2 separate regions of the Rattus norvegicus genome follow, and region 1 is linked to region 2. A link is a contact called in public HiChIP or PLAC-seq data. All regions are on one chromosome and are shown on one strand. The core of a region is the stretch at or near the end of the contact, and the rest is flanking DNA. Distances in the headings are between cores, read along the strand shown.

The links. HiChIP or PLAC-seq counts read pairs in DNA pulled down with a chosen protein or histone mark.
Region 1: an H3K27ac HiChIP or PLAC-seq map of oligodendrocytes shows a contact between it and region 2, with 4 times the contacts expected there. The contact joins the promoter of Bag1 here to the promoter of Smu1 in region 2. A contact is called at or near these places in 4 of 12 Hi-C or Micro-C datasets (the A7r5 cell line, the Rat2 cell line, Schwann cells and 1 more) and 1 of 1 datasets of contacts at active chromatin or transcription factors (oligodendrocytes).

What each region holds. Positions count from the first base shown.
Region 1 is chr5:60,872,249-60,879,388 of GRCr8, reverse strand. Bag1 (BAG cochaperone 1) reads left to right here and starts at 2,330. Exons shown (of 7, transcript NM_001106647.3): 1 at 2,330-2,870; 2 at 4,536-4,664. The coding sequence starts at 2,381. Chmp5 (charged multivesicular body protein 5) reads right to left here and starts at 2,020. Exons shown (of 8, transcript NM_001025410.1): 1 at 1,911-2,020; 2 at 1,033-1,137; 3 at 183-229. The coding sequence starts at 1,979.
Region 2 is chr5:60,666,186-60,673,429 of GRCr8, reverse strand. It overlaps Smu1 (SMU1, DNA replication regulator and spliceosomal factor), which reads left to right and starts at 2,179. Exons shown (of 12, transcript NM_057195.1): 1 at 2,179-2,229; 2 at 3,694-3,904; 3 at 5,515-5,667; 4 at 6,842-6,952. The coding sequence starts at 2,204.

The DNA.
Region 1 (7,140 bases), core at 1,081-3,580, 210 kb before region 2:
GCCAGCTGAAATAATACTATATGGCTACTTAAGTTGATAACGTTAAGTACTCGAAGCTTTTGCAAATTTGTCATGAAACCAAGAATACTTAGAAAACAATATGAAAGCCAGAAAGAATGGAAGGCCCCTTCCCTTTGTGATTTCAAACTGCTCTTAGAAAGGAGATGGTGCATGTGACTTACATCCGTTTTTGCTTTAAAACCCTCAGGGCTTTCTGTTTGACCATGTTCTGAGGAGAAAAACAGACGTAATTAAAACAGGGGGACCCAGACGTCAAAAGAAGTCTCCCATGTACTCAGACCCATACAGCTACTTGTTTCTTTTTCAAAATGGCAGACACAGAGGCTCCTTGAATCTACTCTTCTTCTTCAAGCTTCGAGCGCAGATAATGCTAAGGCCCAGTTGGTATGTCTCAGCGCCCTTTGCACCCCACTCTCTGTACCCTGAATTCCTCTTCCTTTTCCTAGGCATTTTATTTCCACTTCCACCCCAACAACACACACTGTGTATAACCAGTTGCTTTCCATATAAATATAACATGTTCAACCACTATCGTGTCCTCATGTTAGAAACAATTTACAGCAGCTATCCAACCTCTCCCTTTCAGAATCTGAGGACCTCTACACCATCCTTGGTTCATACTGTTAATAAGCTATGGAAGTGGAAAAAAAAAAAAAACAAGACAGCTATATATCCACAGTCTATTAAGTAGTGACAGTATTAGAGCACTGACCTTACATGTTATCTCTCCTAACCTGGGTAACCTGACACACCCGGACTCTGAGCACAACCAAGCTCTCCCCTCCAGAGTCAGGTCCTTTCGGTAGAGTGTGCTGATTCCCAGTACCTGTGATCAGCACCTTCTACCTTCCACATTAAAACCCAGCCTCCCTCTTGAATTATGGCTGCACTCTCTGTTCCCTGAAGAATAGGTATTTTCTCTTTACCAGACTGTGTGAAAAAAAAATTTTTTTTTGTATCCTTCAGCATTCCCTACACAGTACTTCCTACAACAGTTGTCACCAACCTTACCTTAGCAGGACCCTCTCTCATCTTCTTGATTTGGTCCTTATATTTCACCAGTTCAGCATCCAACCGGGAAATCTTTTTGTCAATGGATTCTGCCCTGCTATCCACCTTAGAGGAAAATGTCACATGTAGTGGTAATTATTATAATATGTTTACACAAAAAGGGGCAGGAGAAGAGGAAGGAATATAGAAAAGAAAACAAAAGGAGCAATAGAGCAAAAGGCAGAAAATAGTGGTTTTCTTAAGGGTGGGGAATTCCATCCAGGACCATTGGAGGGTTTTCATAAACTCTCTCCCACCTCCCAGATTCTGATATGGCAGAGGAAAACAATTTAGGAATCGCTCGGCTGGTTGAGATTTCCCAAGTGGGAGACTAGTCAGTTTGGGACTCAGCATGAAGGTGTGTAAAATGAAGCAATCAACACAGGCTATGGTGAGATCTAATGCCATCTCCGAGATCAGGTTTCATCTGGAGGGGCCAAGATTCAGAATTTTGTGCTACTCAGATTCAGAACTAAGGTACAGCTATATTAACCCTGACATGGGCAAGGAAAGAGGAATGAAAAAAAAAAAGATTTTTAAAAGGCCAGGTTAGACGAAAGGGGGCGTAGTGACCTAGGAAAGGTAGGTTGAAATGTGAGGACCAAAGCGAGAAAGGGGTGGGGCACAGTGGGCAGCGGAAAGAGCTAAGTGCAGTAAGGATGAGAGAATGATGAGATTAGAGTGTCTGGTTTGTGGGGTCAGGAATGACCTGGAAAACAGGGATGACAGGGATGGGGAAGAAGACTGAGGTTTAATGGGCCCGAACCAGGAATGGGGTGGAGTACGAATTCGGAATAGGTGGGTCGGAGTGTCAGAGGTATACAAATTCAAATGCCCACCGTCCCAATGCAGTCAGTCAGGCTAGGTGGCGGAGCCTTGGGTTTCGCTTTTCCGAAGAATCGGTTCATCTCGGCCGGCGGCGAGGAAACCCAAACACTGGAGAAATACCAGAAACGGAAGCGTAGTCGCTCCGGTTTCAATTTCCGGCCCCCCCCATGCGCAAGCGCAGAGTACTCGCTGGAGTTTCCCGATCCTTTTTCCGGGTTTTCAGCTCCTCCTTCCGGAGAAGGAGCGCGGAGCTCTGGGAGAGGTGGAAAGACTTCTGGAGGTGGGGCTTATGAGGAAGGATAGGGCGGTGCCTTGGCGGAGTGGGTGGGGCTTAGACGCGGCTGGGCGGATAGGGCGGGGCCTGAAGCAGGAGTCATTCCGAGGGCGTGGCGAGTAGATGGGGCGGAACTGGTGAGTAGTGGGGCGGGGTTGCAAGACTGCGCGCCCCGTTGCCTCCGCTGCTCCGTGAACAAACGCGGGCCTGGCGGATCGCGGCGGCGCGCGGCGACCGCGAGGCGACCAGGAGCCGCTGGGACCCCGGCTGCGCGCCCCTCGGTCGGCCCGGGAGACGCGCCAGTCGGAGTCCCGGGCCGAGCGTGGCTTGCCTCCCTCTCAGCGTTCATCTGTCCGCAGTGCAGCCAGCGGGCATGACCGATCCACCAGGGGCGCCGCCTCCGGCGCTTGCAAGCCGCGGGTGAAGAAGAAAGTCCGGCCCCGCTCTTCTCAGAGCGAGAAGGTAGCTCACAGCAAGGAGTTGACTAGAAGTAAGAAGTTGACCCGCAGCAAGAAAGTGACCGGGACCCAGGAGGCGACCCAAGTAGAGGAGGTGACCACGATCGAGGAGGCGACCCAGACCGAGGAGATTACGGTAGCGGAAGAGGTGACCCAGACCGAGAACATGGCCCAGACCGAGGAGATGGTCCAGACGGAGGAAATGGAACCACCCACACTCAGCGTGGTCGTCACCCACAGTGAGCGCCAAGGAGGGTTCCGTAGATCGGATTGGGATCTGTGGGTTTGGCCACGTGTAGTCCTGGGGAAAGAAAACATGGGAATGTTTTGGCTTAAGGCTGGTGTCAGGACATATTTCAGTGTGGCCGGTTTGTTATGTCCTAGGACACTTATTGGATCCTCTAAATGGAAGTAAAGTTCAGTGTGTGAGTAATCGCGAGTCTTTGTGTCAGGCTCGTATTAGGCCTTCTTGTGTGTAGAACTTAAGTGGTTCCGGACATCCATTCCTGTAGAGAGTACAAACTTGGTGCTGGATCCGGCTGTCATAGAACCACAGGTTCAATGGGCCACGAGTCCAAGAGTTATTTTCTGGACACCTGGCTAAATCAACACAGAACTAAAAACTTTGGGAAGTACACGAGAAAGCTGAAACCTTGAGATTTCCTTAGAGTCAGTCAGGAAAGACTAACAAACTTTGCCATTAAACCGTGGTTCTATATCCAGCAGTTTGAGATGAGCTAGCACACTCTCTCTCTGTCTCTCTCTCTCTCTCTGTCTCTCTCTCTCTCTCTCTCTCTCTCTCTCTCTCTGTCTCTCTCTCTGTCTCTCTTTCTCTCTCTCGATTTCTTTTCTTTTTTTTAAGATTTACTTACTTATTATATATAAGTACACTGTGGCTGTCTTCAGACACACCAGAAGAGGGCACCAGATCTCATTACAGGTGGTTGTGAGCCATCATGTGGTTGCTGGGATTTGAACTCAGGACCTCTGGAAGAGAGCAGTCAGTGCTCTTAATCACTGAGCTATCTCTCCAGCCCAAGCCTCTTGATTTCTGGTCTGTGAAGCACAGCTAGAGAACTAGGGCTCCTTCTGACCCTTGACTGTCAAGGAGAGCAGTCTAAAGGTAGACTTGCACTCCACTTACTTAGAAAGAATTGGTAAACAATTCAAAACAAAACAAAACAAAACAAAAAAGCCCTCTGTCATTTGATTGGTTTCATTCACTTATCTTTACTGAGCATTAACTATGTTGTACTTAGGTGTGCCCACTATGAAAGACTTGGAGGAAAACAGCCCCTTGCTGGTGACATCAGGGTAAACAAGACTAATGCCACAGAGACAATAGGACAGCCAGGCCACAGGAGGCAGGCAACTTGTGATGGAAAAGTGTGGGCTTTGGAACCAGCTGGATGCTGAGGTCAAATTCTGACTCAACAGCTCAACGGTTGAAGGTTTCCCCGAGAGAGTCTTAATTAGACTCATTGCTGCTTTATAACAGTGTCCTGAGTGTTTTGAGATTGTGCACAGAACGAGTCTTGTACAGTTTATTGTGTATAGTTGCTTAAGGAGTCAGCCATCATTGAAATAGCATTTTTATGTTAGAGGAAGCAAACCCTCAGGAAGGTCACAAAGACAAGCTTTGTAATAGGTAGTCTATGGGTAGAGGCAAGTGTGACCCTAACTTGGGTAACCTGACAACGCTTGGACTCTGAGCACAACCAAGCTCTCCCCTCCAGAGTCAGGTCTTTTTGGTAGAGCGTGCCGATTCCCAGTATATGCTTCTGGACATGTGATCAGCATCTTCTGCCTGGCTGAATTCAGTCCTCAGCTCCATAAGAAAGCAGCAGCTTATATTTAGGCTTATGGGAAAGAGCTGTCTTCACTGAATGCTTTTCTTTCTCCAGGCAATGAGAGGTATGACCTTCTTGTTACCCCACAGCAAGGTAACAGTGAGCCAATTGTCCAAGACCTGGCTCAGCTTGTTGAAGAGGCCACAGGAGTTCCACTACCTTTTCAGAAGCTCATATTTAAGGGTAGGTGTTCTCATTCATCTTGAGTACTTATGGCTAAAGAACTTTTTTATTTTATTTTATTTATTAGTTTTTTCATGACAGTGTTGCTCTGTGTAGCCCTGGCTGTCCTAGAACTCAATCTGTAGACCAGGCTGGCCTTGAACTCTCAGGGATCCTCCTGCCTCTGCTTCTGGGAGTGCTGGGGTTAAAGTCCCTTCCTGCAAAGGGCGGATTTTTTTTTTTTTTTTTTGGTTCTTTTTTTTCGGAGCTGGGGACCGAACCCAGGGCCTTGTGCTTCCTAGGCAAGCGCTCTACCACTGAGCTAAATCCCCAGCCCCAAAGGGCGGATTTTTAAACTGCTTTTAAACCTGATGGTGACTTTCAGTTTAATGTGTGTGAGTGAATGTTTTGCCTGCTTACGTGTCTGTGTACCGTGTGTGCCGTGTCCAGGAAGACTGGGAGAGGATGTCAGCTCCTCTGGAACTAGGATTCTAGAGGGTTCTGAGCCACCATGTGAGTGCTGGAGCCTGGTCCTCTGCAAGAGCAGCAAGTGCTCTTAACCACTGAGCCATTTCTCCAGCCCCTGTCTTCCAGTGTTCAAACCAGAACCGTTTTCTTTCATTTGTCTGTTCAACTTGTTAAGGAACTACTCTACACTAGACTTTGCAAAATCTGGATGAACATCAGATCCGAAGTAACATGGCGACAGAATTGTCAAGATTTTTTTAGAAAAATAATTTATGAGTGCACTGTAGCTGTTCTCAGATGTACCAGAAGAGGGCATCGGATCTCATTACAGGTGGCTGTGAGACACCATGCGGTTGCTGGAAATTGAACTCAGGACCTCTGGAAAAACAGTCTTAACCAATGAGCCATCTCCCCAGCCTAATTGTCAAGATTTTTGAGGAAATATATGGACAGTTTTCTCTGGCTAGAATCCTTTCTTCATTGTATGTTCATGTGTTTCCTACTACTTCTGCAGGAGCGTTGAAGTTACTGTGAAGTTGCCTACTGTTCAATTTCTGTTGTATGATAACAGAGATCCTGCTGTTGCTGGTACTTGTCACTGTGCTGATTAGAGAGGTTTCAAGCAAATGGAGTGGGAGCCCGGATGGGCAGAGTACATCAAATGATGTCAATGGTGCTGAGGCACTGGCTCCTCCCCACCTAGCTTCTGCCTTCTTACTACCATAGGAACCCAGTATTTTGGCTCGTGATAGGCCTGGATCCATCTCGTTAGGTTTCCGTCACTGTAAAGAATTTAATAACAAGCATTATGGCAGTGGTAGAGCTTTTGACTGGAGTTATAGCATTTTTAGTTGTATTTCGTACTATATAGATCTTTGCCTTTTTTTTCCTGGGTGGGAGAGTGGTGGGTTCTTACAGCCCAAGCTGTCTTGGAACTGGCTGTGTAATATACACTGTCAGGCCCTGTGTCTTTTTCTTTTTGAAACATTCAATTCCCGAATTTGAATTTTACCTTTCAAAACTGAGTGTTGCAGCACACGCCCATAACCCCAGGATTCTGGAAACTAAGACCAGCTCCATGCCAACTGGGGCAATAGAGTCAGGCTCTGTCAGAGAGAAGGGAGTGGGGAAGCATGGAGGGAAAGGAGAAGGAAGGAGAAAGGAAAGAAGCGAAGCTCAAGTTTCGAAATAGAAAAGCGAAAGAAGAAAATGTTCTTCTGAGGGGTTGGGGATTTAGCACAGTGGTAGAGCGCTTGCCTAGCAAGCGCAAGTCCCTGGGTTCGGTCCCCAGCTCCGAAAAAAAGAAAAAAGAAAAAAAATGTTCTTCTGAATAAAGCTCCTTATTAGTTTTTTTTTTTTAAAGATTTATTTATTTATTATATATAAGTACACTGTAGCTGTCTTCAGATACACCAGAAGAGGGCATCGGATCTCTTTACAGATGGTTGTGAGCCACCATGTGGTTGCTGGGAATTGAACTCATGACCTCTGAAAGAGCAGTCGGGTGCTCTTAACCGCTGAGCCATCTCTCCAGCCCCTCCTTATTAGTTTTTTCATGGTACTGTGGGTCAATCAAACATGCTGGGCAAGAACCAAACCTCGAGGCTCTCTCCTCAGCCATGTGCTTCACATTTTCCTCTTCACAACATTGAGTTCACCCGCACTCACTAAAGTATCCTAAGGACAAAAAAGGTGCTTTCGTGACTACAAAATCATATACAGAAGTTATATTAGAGCTGGAGAAATAACATCACACACACACATACATAGTTAAAATAAATTTAAAATAAAAACTTTAGGGGCTAAAGAGATGGCTTTTGTAGTTATGAACACTGGCTCCTCTTCCAAAGGACCCAGGTCCAATTCCCAGCACCCACACAGAGGCTCTAAACCAGTCAGTAGCTCCAGTTCCAAAGGATCTGATCTCCACTGGCACCAAGCACACACATGATACACAGACATACATTCAGGCAAAATACCCGTAAACGTAAAATAGCAATAAAACGTTTTAAAGAAATTTATCTGCTAT
Region 2 (7,244 bases), core at 930-3,429:
GATTGACCCCAGGACCTTGCACACGCTATGCAAGTTCTACCACCTGCTTATATCCCTGTTCCTCTTTCCATCTTTTTATTTTTAGACAGGTATTCACTAAGTTGCCCTAGGATTCCTTGTAGCCTGAGAAGGCTTTGAGTTTGCGATCTTTCAACCTCACTTCCTGAGTACCTGGGCTTGGAGGCCTGCACCATCCAGCCTGCCTGTGGGAACTACTTCTCCTAGGGATTATTTCTGCAGTGTGTTCTCAGTAGCATTTGGCTCAAGGACCTTCGAGTATTTTGTAATACTCCCTTCAATATTCTTCCTCATGGTGGAGAGAATCAACTCACTCCAGGATAGCCATGGAGACAGAGAATCCCAATTTCAGAAAACAAAACAAAAAGAAAACAAAGAAAGGAAGGAAGAAAGGGAGGAAGGAAGGAAGGAAGGAAGGAAGGAAGGAAGGAAAAAAGTAAGTCCTATGTTGTCTCACAATGGGAATATTTCAGAAGTCATTATACTTATTATTGATATAGGGTTTCTCAGTGTAGCTCTGTCTGTCTTGAAACTCACTTTGTGGACCAGGCTGGCCTTGAACTCAAAGAACTTCCTGCCTCTGTCTCCTCAGTGCTGGAATTAAAGGGGTGTGCCACCCCTGCCTGGCTGAGAGTGTGTTCTTTAGAGTTGATGGGAAATAGGTGATTGGAAAACTGAAAGAGAGCTGGGTAGGGCAGTACACCCCTTTAATCCAAGGTCAAGTTCAGTGTTACAGTAGCATGTGCCATTTTCTCTACTTAGCTTTACTCTTTTTAAAATTTCTCCAAAGCATGATGATGCACACTGTTAATCCCAGCATTCAGGAAACAGGTAGGCAGCAAGGCCAGCCTGGCCTACAGAACAAGTTCCAAGACAGCCAGGGCCACACAGAGGTATCCTGCATGTAAAAACAAACACAACACAACACAACAAAAATCAAGTAAAAAAGAAAATGTAAACAATATGTGAGAGGCTATATTGAAAGGTTCTGGTTTTGATGCCCAGAGCTGGGGGAAAAAAGGAGACTGTAAAGAAGTTGTGGGGAAGACATGTGCAACAGACAAGAGGGCCATTAGAAACCCCTAAATTATCTCAATATGTAATTTCACAAGATTTTCCACTGGACTGTATGTGTGTGTGTGTGTGTGTGTGTGTGTGTGTGTATGTATGTATGTATGTGCATGTATGTGTGCGAGTGTGTGTGTACTACCAAGAGAATTTTAAAATAGTTCTTATTGGAGATAGACACAGTGATGCACATCTGTAATTCTAGCCCTTGGAAAGTAGAGGCATCTTTAACTACATAATTAGTTTGAAGCCAGCTATGGTCTGCATGTTCATCCCACCTTCTCCCTAACCTTTACTTATAAAATTCATCAAAATTTATGTATTTTAAAAATGTTATTTTATATAATATATAAATAATAATGTAAATAATATAAAATTATATATAATACTATAGTGTATCATATATATACCATAGCTGTCTTCAGACACACCAGAAGAGGGCATCAGATCCCATTACAGATGGTTGTGAGCTACTATGTGGTTGCTGGGAATTGAACTCAGGACCTCTGGAAGATCAGTCAGTGCTCTTAACTGCTGAGCTATTTCTCCAGCCTTTATGCACTTTTTTTACTATGTGGGAATTGAACCAGCCTGTCTGATTTGCTAGGTAAGCACTCCATTAAAGAGCTTTGTCCTTAGTTAGGTCATGCCACGCCAGTAAGGTATGATTTAAAGTCTATATTGAAAGGAGTCTCAAGTCTGCATTTGGTTACATTTCTTTTTCCGTAACCGCAGTTTTTCCAATTTAATTCTTAGCTGGAGCGGGCCACGATAGCGCACACCTTTAATCCTAGCGCTAGGGAGGCAGAGGAAGGCGGATTTCTGAGAACCGGGACAGTCAAGGCTATAGAAAGAGTCGGTGGTGTGTTTGCGAAACCCATAGGCCAGGTTCAGCCGCAGATCCCCGTACTTTCTGAGCGCTCTCTCCAGCCTCACAAGACTTCTGACAAACACGCAAGGCACCATACCTCACGCACCGCCCATCTCTGCGTAGCCTTTCTTCGCCCTTTAGACCCTAGCGGAGCGGAAGTGACGTAGCGCGGCCGCCGGAGGTGTCGCGCGGTGTTGTGCGACCGGCTGTGTGCTGAGTGGGGCCTAGACCCGGAGCGTTACCGCTATGTCGATCGAAATCGAGTCTTCCGAGTGAGTCCTGCCGTGGCGTGTTCGCGGCGTGGCGTCGCGTAGGGTGGAGGGTGCTCGGGAGGGCGTCGGAGGAGGCTGCGCGCCGGAGGCTGCGGCCTTCAAGCACTTTCCGGGTTGGCTTCCTCTTCGGGGGGGCCCGCGAGAAATCAGCCATGGGGAGGGCCCTGGAACCCCTGGGCTGCGGCGTGGGGCTGTGCAGGGGAACACCGAGCACATCTGACTGCTGTGTTTTCCTCTGCCAGCCAGCCCTCCCTTGGCGCTGCCAGTGTGTCGCCAGTCCCCCAGCCTTCCTGTGAGGCAACTCTTCCTCCTGGTCCAAGCACCAGTTACCCTAAAGTCTCTTGGTTGCTTCTCCTATCTGATCAGATCTAGTGTGGTGTCGTGTTTAGGTTTGCAACTTGTATATAGAGAACCTCTGTGTGGACATAGAGAATTTGAATATTGGGTCCAAAGAATGATACTTAGCGAAGGCGGGGGCGATGAGGAGCCAGGTGGGCGGGGAGTGACTGATTGAAGAGGCTCTCTTGGACTCACCAGGACTTCACTCACCGCCTTTTACTTTCTGAAATGAATGTATGCTTTGATTGAGGAAGGCAGACAATAGACAAAAACAGTAAGCAAAATATGAACAGTAGCAGATGGTCAGTGTGTAGAAAGATAAAACAAAGAGTGACAAACACTGTTGGAAGGTCTAACTTAAGTCAGGTCAGGAACGGCAAAGGATTTTTTACTTTGGGGACGGCCTAATAATAGCCTTAATGACCAATCTTTGAGCCTGGAATACCCTTCTATATGAACTGCATGTTCATATGTTATTGTTACTATTAGTTTGTTGTTGTTTTGAGATGGTTTCTCTGTGTAGCCCTGGCTGTTCTGGAACTCACTCTGTAGACCAGGCTGGCCTTGAACTTAAGAGACCCACCTTTCTCGCTGTCTCTGCCTCCAGAATGCTGGTTTTCCTCTGCCAGCCACCCCTCCCTCGGCGCTGCTGGTGTGTCGCCAGTTTCCCAGCCTGCCTGTGAGGCAGCTATTCCTCCTGGTGTCTACCAGAGACTCAAGGTGGCTACCATCTCTGCTCTGCTTGTTGTCATTTTTTAATGGACCAAATTTTCCTTCAGCAATTTAGATGACTTAATTAATTAAAAAAATCTTTGGAGGCAGAGTTTCTCTGTGTCTTGGAACTCGCTCTGTCTGTAGACTAGGCTGGCCTCAGAGATCCACCTGCCTCTGCTTCCTGGATGCTGAGGATTAGGCAATATGCTACTATTGCCTAGCCAGATGACTTAAAAGTAAAAAAAAAAAAAAAAAAAAAAAAAAAAAAAAAAAAAATCAATGGCTATTATAGGCTTAAAGTATCTCAAACAAATGTCCACCTTGATTCTGTGATTTTTGGAAAGTTTCGTGGTTCCCCTTAGGCTCTGATGACTGAAGATCTCCAGACTAAATGACTTTTCTTTCTTTCAGTGTGATTCGTCTAATCATGCAGTACTTGAAGGAGAACAGTTTACATCGGGCATTGGCCACCTTACAGGAGGAAACCACTGTCTCTCTGAATACTGTGGATAGCATTGAAAGTTTTGTGGCTGATATTAATAGTGGCCACTGGGACACTGTTTTACAGGCTATCCAGTCTCTGAAATTGCCAGACAAAACCCTTATTGATCTCTATGAACAGGTAAGAACGAGACGATGTTCTTGAAGTTTTTGGTTGGTCCCTTAATTAGGAAAGATCTGTCAGCCTTTCTTCAGGCACTTGAGGGATGTAAAATGTACATCGTCAAGACTCAGCAGTGCATTTTTTCCTACCTCTTTGGAAGATTCAAGATTTTCCCAAACTGAAATTATTTCTTGGTATGGTTTTGAGGATCAGCCCCAGGGAAATTAAAATTACTTTTAGGTGGGCATTAAATGAAGGATTCTAAAGCTGAGCATGGCGGTTTGATGCCAGGTGGTTTACATAATGAGTTCCAGACCATATATATATATATGTGTGTGTGTGTGTGTGTGTATGTATATGTATATATACATATACACATATACTATGGATATATAGTAAGTAAGACCCTGTCTTAAAAAAACAAAACAAAAAAACAAAAGAGAAAACTATTCTAATATTAAATCATACAATGTGATTCAGTTCAGGCACTGACCACCTGGAATTAACACACACCACTAAGTCTGACACAGACTTCTCTTACTTCAGATCCTGGCTCTATTGTGCTGGGCTATGCAGGGGCAGGGCAGATTTCCTTAATCCGTTGAAGTTCTTAAGTTCTTTTTCTTTCTTTCTTTTTTTTTTTTTTGTTTGTTTTATTTTTGTCTTTGAGACAGGATTTCCCTCTGTAGCCCTGGCTATCCTGGAACTTGGTGTATAGATCCAGCTGGCCTCGAACTCAGATCCACCTGCCTCTGCCTCCCTCAGTGCTGGGGTTAAAGGCGTGCACCATGACACACACACACACACACACACACACACACACACACACCCACTTCATGCCACTTTAGCTTTTGGTCTACTATATTTGGTTGCTCACATGACATGCTTAAATTTGATAATCTACTAAAATGATCCATAGAACTCAAACAAACCTCTGTGTTGTGTGATTAGAATTTTATTATCAAGGACACAGATCAGAAGTAGCCAAAGGAAAAGACAGATCAAATCTGAGCGAGCCCAGAATGTAGAACTTTGGCTTTTTCCAAAAAAAGGAAAGGGGTGTGCCACCCACCTGGCAGATCCCCAGCCAGAGGCTTCTGTGGAGATTTTGTTACATAACCCAAATGATCAATATAATTTCCAGCCTTAGTCTTCATCCCCTACCCCTCCATTGGCTCTTTTCAATAGTGCTGCGGTTGTCTCAAAACCTTAACCTAATAGCATGGCTTTCTGGTAAGCAGTCCATGTTCCAAGGTATTATTGTAGCATAGATTTACACGTCTCTCAAGGGACTCCTGAGTAACATAATTTTGTTACTAGTAGAATTCTAAGGGTTTATAAGCTCCCAAACATGACCCTAGGACAGACATTGACTTATTATAAGATAACATAAAATAACATGCAGGTGTGATGATTCAAACCTTTAACCTCAGCACTTAGAGGGTGACCTGGTCTACATAGTAGGTGCCAGGCAGTCTAGGGCTGCATAGTAGTGAGACCCTAACTCAAAACAATCAAAACCAAGAAAAATAATAATAAAAAGAAAGTTAGAATTTGAAGGATGATTGGGTGGGAGGAGATTGCTAAACAGAATGTGCTGACAAATTGATTTTCTTTCTGTTGTCCAGGTTGTTTTGGAATTGATAGAGCTTCGTGAACTGGGTGCTGCCAGGTCACTTCTGAGACAGACTGACCCCATGATTATGTTAAAGCAAACACAACCAGAGCGATATATTCATCTGGAAAACCTGCTAGCCAGATCTTACTTTGACCCTCGGGAGGTATGTCCATGGTAGTTAAAAGATACCCTTTTTAATTGTGAAAATTAAGTAATGTGGCCTTGCAAAAAGAATGTTTATGGGGGTAGGAGAGATGGCTCAGTGGTTAAGAGCACTGACTCCTCTTCCAGAGGTCCTGAGTTCAATTCCCAACAACCACATGGTGGCTCACAACCATCTGTAATAGGATCCGATGCCCTCTTCTGGTGTGTCTGAAGACAGCTACAGTATACTCACATACATTAAATAAATACATTTTTTTTTTTTAAAGAATGTTTAAACTTCTTTTTGTTTGCATATATGAGCTTGGGCAGGCATACAAGTATGGGGGTCAGAAGACAACCTACAGGAGTTGTTTCTTTTCTTTTACCGTGAGATTCAAGTGCATCCTCATGCTTGGTGATAAGTACCTTTTTCCCACAGAGCCATCTCATCTACCAAAATAAGCACCATTTAATAGACGCACATAAAGACATAGTCTCTTTTGCCTTCCACTGGAGAGCTGTCAGGATACAAGAGGAGAGGGTAATAGGAACTGGGCAATAGAAAGTTCGGTTTTTGAAGAATGTGATTCTTTGGCTGTGCAAGTATTTCTGAAAGTAGAAGCACACCTCTATCCCTGTGGCTTACCTGGGCTCTTCAGGGACAGCAGTGCAGATTGCCTGACACCAGCTGGCTCACATACTTCTGAAGTGCACGTGTGCGGAATTAGAAAGCTCTTCTGAAGTACTAATTTGCTTTAATTCCTCCCCTGTTTTTTTTTTTTTTTTTTTCTTTTTTTCCGGAGCTGGGGACTGAACCCAGGGCCTTGCGCTCGCTAGGCAAGCGCTCTACCGCTGAGCTAAATCCCCAACCCCAATTCCTCCCCTGTTTAACTGGGTATTTTGTTTTTGTTGTTTTCTTCTTTGAATGTCCTGTTTCCTTTGCCTTCATTTTTTTTTATGGTGTGCATGTTCATACGCATGTACATACATGTATGTGCCTGCCTGAGAAGACCAGGGGTGTGGAGTTCCCCTCTGAAGCTGGAGTTAGAGGCAGCTGTAAGTTGACTGATGAGGGTGCTGGGATCAGCCTTCTCTGGAAGAGCAGTGCGTGCTGTCAGCTGCTGAGCCACCTCTCAGCTTTGCTGCCCCCGCGTTGCTCTTCCGTGGACGTGAAGCCGCCTCCTTCCCCCCAGGCGTATCCAGATGGAAGCAGCAAAGAGAAAAGGAGAGCGGCGATTGCCCAGGCTTTGGCTGGGGAGGTCAGCGTGGTGCCGCCTTCCCGTCTCATGGCGTTGCTGGGACAGGTAATTCAATGTCTGAAGAGCTGAAAGTACCCGCATTCTGGTCCGGGTTCCGTGTAGAGGGCATATTTCTGAGCTGAGGAGCTTACACAGGCTGGGAGGAGAGCCTGCCTATAAAGCGACTGCTTCTCCTGAGACAGCAAACTAGGCACCCAGGACGTAAGCTCTAGCCTCCTTAGAATTACGTGGGCGCTGCTGGGAGCTTGGAGTACGACCGTGCTCCGTCATTTCCAGCTCTTCCATTACTTTCCGGTCTTGTCCAGCTGGGTCTGTAGCTTGGTTAGTAGGACAGACT